2 separate regions of the Lactuca sativa genome follow, and region 1 is linked to region 2. Evidence: chromatin contacts called from public Hi-C data. All regions are on one chromosome and are shown on one strand. The core of a region is the stretch at or near the end of the contact, and the rest is flanking DNA. Distances in the headings are between cores, read along the strand shown.

Region 1 (2,700 bases), core at 16-2,515, 230 kb before region 2:
TATTGTAAAGATATTTGCGGATTCCTTCACTAAAAATAAATTATTTTCCATAAAAAAGAACTATACAAACTCCCTACCCACCCCTATGGGCGCCCGCTACATTGCGCGGGTAACAGCTAGTGTATATATATATATATATATATATATATATATATATATATATATATATATATATATATGGTTGAGTTTAAACAAGACAATGACATTTTGTGAGATATAGGGTTACAATTCTATATACTCATTTTGGAGATTAAAAAATATATTCTAAAATGCAAGATAAATGAAAATTTTCGAAAACTTTTATTTAAATATTATTTTATTCTCTTGCTTATTAAAGAAAACTAAAAAAAATTACCATTTTCTTTACATTATATGAATTTTTTTAGATTGTTAGAATATTATAATATTATATTATATATTTCATTATAAATATTCAAATAGATTTGTTATAATATTCTACTATTCTACTAGAATTATTAGAATATTTTAATAATCTACTAGAATATTATATGTAAAATTCTATTAGAATATTTAAGTATATATATACAAAAAAATATAATGATTTTTTTAGATAAACTGGAAATTTTAATTTTTAAACTCAGATTGACATGTATCGTTTTCATTCATTACTTTAAAATTTAAATTCATTGTAGAAATTAATAAAATTATTTTCGATCAAGTTTTTAGTGGCGGCCATTTACAAAACTATTATCATTCATAAAAGCCTTATTCACATTTCATAATTTTCAAGAACACATGAAAAATCTTCATTTATAAAATCATATATTTGTTTGTATATACTATTATCAACATAAACCAACCGAAGTTATTGTTAGCTAAACAAGTTGATATCGATTATATTTGGTACAATAATAATAACAATTTTTTTATATAAATTATAATTGATACGATACATGGTTTAAAAAAAATACTAATTACTGTATCAATTCGATCACGAGTCCAAGTGAAATGTATTACTATCAGACAAATATTCAAAGTGTTCTTTTATCAAATATAATATGAATCAACAAAATGATAGTAATTTAGATAATTATTATTGATTATCTAAAATAAAAATGATTATTTTGGAATATTTGATAAAAAGTTGTTATATTAATTTTGAGATAAGAAATATATATAAATAAAACTTAATATGGATATTAAAAATATATTTATACAATATTTAATTGGTTGAGCAGATCATTTATTATTATTTCAAATAGAATATTCAAAAAATATATTGCTTAAAAACTGAGCCAAAAGAGGGAGAAAAATGGGATAAATTTCAAACTACGCAAAAATCGTGTACTGTTCTTATCTCTCCTTCATCAAACCTCGCAACCGTTCGCCGTCGCGTAACGGCGGCGGGGCTTTCTTTTGTCCTTCTCGTACGTCTATAGTTTCGAGATCCGTAGCAACACTTCGACCGATATCAGTTACCAGAGTACTGCATTTTGTTATTTTGCTTCCTCAGTTGCATCTACTTAAAGGTAATAACTAAAACTCTCGGTAAATTTTCATTCGTTTGTTCGTACATTACGTCTTTTGAAGGTTCTTAATCATTGTTTCACTGTATGGTGCTATTCGTGATATACTTTGTCGTCAAAGTTTCAGTTGATCGCTATAATTTCTATCGCGACTTGATATATCAATTTCGGATTTCTAGGTTTTTAAACAATGTTACTCTTCTGTTGTTTTTGTTAAGAGTTCTCGATGCTTATACTTTTACCTAGAGATGTAGTTTCGCAATTCAAGTTCAATTTTGAATATTATCATCTCCTAAATGTGGCACCTACGAATCTATGATTGCTTGAATTAGGTTGCAGAGCATCTTTATTGTTATTAATATAAGCTTGCTGCTTCTCATAGAGGTGAGCATCTGCTTCTTGTCTTCCAAATATTTTCCTAAATTGTGTATAGAACAGAAAGTGATTCCAGTCTCTCACAATTATGCTTGTGGTTTTTACATTTGATTGATATAGGTAAGATGAAGAAAGCTTCCAATTCACTTTTCTGTGTTTGTGGCTTTTGTTAACATTCACAGAAATTAGCAATTTGTATGCTTAGATAACAAAATACATGAGCTTTGTCAGTGTGTCACTTTCAGTAGGATATATGCCCTTTTTCCTAGTTTAAGCTTCAGTATTTGAATTTCTAATTATGAATACATTACAATAGAGTAGATATGAAGAAACTTGCACATGTTTCTGTTCTCTTCTCATAGTTGGTGACTGATTCTAATTCACCATTTCCATGTTTCTCCTTTATATTTCTTCTATCATATTCATAGTTTCATACATAATGTGATTTGTGGGAAATGGTAAATGCAATTATTTGAACATTGTGTTCATTGTTTCTAACAGGCTTACAAGATGATTGGATCTTTTCTTACTAGAGGACTTGTGTAAGTTAATCAAAACTTTTTCATTCTTCAATTGTCACAAAATTTCAATTCACTTTCAGTTTCCCTAATGACAAAAACTACTCCAATTAAACACAGAATGGTGTTTGGCTATGCATATCCAGCCTACGAATGCTTCAAATCAGTTGAAAAGAATAAACCTGACATCGATCAACTCCGCTTTTGGTGCCAATACTGGTATTTATTTATTATCATTATCATTATTATTACCAATATGCCCCTCACATCATGTAATAATATATATATATATATATATATATATATATATCAATATCACA
Region 2 (2,700 bases), core at 166-2,665:
TACAAAAAAAATCTTATAAAAGTGCCGAATGCTTTCTATAAGCTTTTATATATATATATATATATATATATATATATATATATATATATATATATATATATATATATATATATATATATATATATATATATATATATATATATATATATATATATATATATATATATATATTGTTTATATCGTGTGCAACAGAAGTATAATAACAAATTCTTGATGTAGTGGTCAATTTCTATATATCTATCCAAAGAATTCTTTATATATATATATATATATATATATATATATATATATATATATATATATATATATATATATATATATATATATATATATATATATATATATATAAAAGTTTCTTAAGGAAAAAAAATACAAAGACATAGTCATTTCAAATGCTTATGAATATACTGTTAAGAGAATTAACAAAATTATTGACAAAATATATTCATTTAGCCATATAATTTTATACTGCGCAATGCGTAATTATACGTCTAGTTGTGTCATAATATAATAATATGAAAGGACTGGTAAGTAAGTTTGTGAATGGTGGTTAAAACATGAACTTATATGATAAGTCATTAGACATTTTAATCCTAAACAAAATATTAAAAAAAAATGTTGTTGTAGAACAAAATTACACATTCAAATTCATCTAGATAATAAGATAATCTAGAAACTATTATTAACCATGGATTATCTAATCAAAATTGAGATGTAAAACAAACAAATCATAACATCGAATTCCTCTTACCGGAATGAAACCGAGATTTGAGAACTTTGAGCATGATTCAACCCTTAAATACAAAAATCATTTATTTCTTTCCGTTAGAACTTTTGTGATAGACAACCTTCGAAGGGGGTGTACCCTTACTTCCATATAGCGATATGTAAGATTTAATTTCCCATTTGATGTCATTTCTCCCTTTTTGGTAGCTCCTTCCTTAGTCCGAGTTTCAATTTCCGATTGATGCGTTCCTTCTTCATTTCTTAATCATCATGTTGACGATATAATATTTGATACTTTGGCGCCTATGGAACTATTTTCTTAAACGTAGAAGATTAATATTATTTCATAATTTGGTTAGTTTGGAAGGCTATAAATGACAATATGTTCATAGGTCGGAGTTTCATGACTACTAATTGTAGATGAGTTTTAGCTAATCTTTACGTTTGGATTAGTCATCATGGCAAATAGTTTAGCCTAAATCAGAATACTTAGTGTTGTCTTTGTCTATTTCTTTTTCGATGATGTATTTTTTTTTCAAACACTTTACTAGTTTAATAATAACTTCTAATCGTTCCAAAAAACAATTATTTCCATAAACCCTTAAAACATTGAAACTAAAATAATGGAAAAGTAATTTTGGAAAATAAATAAAATACTAAAATAAAGAGGGCTAAAATAATAAATTTCACCAACCCTTTTTCCCTCCTCAAATTTACCTCAGATCCACTCCTCATTAAAAGAAGCAAAACGCCTTTCAAAAGCATCTCTCTTTCTTCCATGAACGTTTTCCTGCAACAACTCTAGTACCCGCCTCCTCCTTTCATGGCGGTTCTTACGCCTACACCTTCTGAAACCCACAAGGTACAACCCACAAAGCGTAGAAGACAACATCACCCACAAAACCCTAAACTCAAACACCAACACTCATCATCACCATCATCATCATCATCTTCATCATCATGGGACCAAATCAAGAATCTGTTGAAATGCAAACAGATGGATGTTTCCGGGTCGGATCAGAAGATCCAACAAGACGCATCAAGGAACACCAATGGGTACTCGAAGTTGAGTTCTTGTGGCTCCATATGCAGTTTCAAGGATGTTGCTAATGGGAATACGAGGGTTGTTCATAGGGCGGATAACTCGCCGGAAAGTAGCAGCGTTGGTCAGGAATCCGGCTTACTCCGAAGGAAGAAACACCTTAGTAATGGTGCTTCTTCTTCTTCTTCTACTAGGTCTGTAACTGGTTCAGTTAGATCCAATGGTCAAGGTGGTTACACGTCATCTTCCAGAGGCATGCAATTGAGGAAGCTTTCTGGGTGCTATGAATGTCATGCCATTGTTGATCCTGCAAGGTCACTCTCACTTCTTTCTTCTTTCATTTTTCATTTTTGTTTCTTCTACGACATTAATGTGTTATTTATTATTTTCATAATTTCATTATACAATATATTAATAAATATCTCCGAAAAATATAAACACTAAAAGACAAATCAGAATAGGTTAATGTTTTAGTTTTCTCATATCAGAAAAGAAAAATGTAAAATATTTTCTATAGATCCGTAGCTCATTCGTTCTAGAAATACAGAAACTAAACAAGTTTGTGTGCTTATTTTTTTAAAAAATGATAATTAAAATGATGGATGGTGTTTAACATTGAAGTAGCTTATTGACCCTATTTACTTAAAATGTCATACTTTTAATACAGTATAAATAACTTTGACATTTGTTTTGACCATGCAGACAAGCAATTCCAAGAAGTACAATTTGTGTATGTTCAGAATGTGGAGAAGTCTTCCCAAAAATGGAAAGCTTGGAGCATCATCAAGCTATTAAGCATGCCGGTATATATTTTATAATCATTTTAATCATAAAATTTTAGTTAACATAATTAAAAAAAGAAAAAAAAAAAGGATTTAGGTTATGTTTGCGAAAAGCTAACTGATAGTTGAGTACTAATTATGTGTCAAAAG

What was found. A called contact is a pair of places that touch in the nucleus more often than the background predicts.
Region 1: a contact with region 2 is called in a Hi-C map of leaf, with 9 times the contacts expected there. The contact joins the promoter of LOC111914266 here to the promoter of LOC111914267 in region 2. A contact is called at or near these places in 2 of 4 Hi-C or Micro-C datasets (both in leaf).

What each region holds. Positions count from the first base shown.
Region 1 is chr8:40,636,374-40,639,073 of Lsat_Salinas_v11, reverse strand. LOC111914266 (putative HVA22-like protein g) reads left to right here and starts at 1,265. Exons shown (of 6, transcript XM_023910042.3): 1 at 1,265-1,490; 2 at 2,364-2,404; 3 at 2,501-2,599. The coding sequence starts at 2,373.
Region 2 is chr8:40,408,186-40,410,885 of Lsat_Salinas_v11, reverse strand. LOC111914267 reads left to right here and starts at 1,415. Exons shown (of 3, transcript XM_052766193.1): 1 at 1,415-2,082; 2 at 2,471-2,571. The coding sequence starts at 1,550.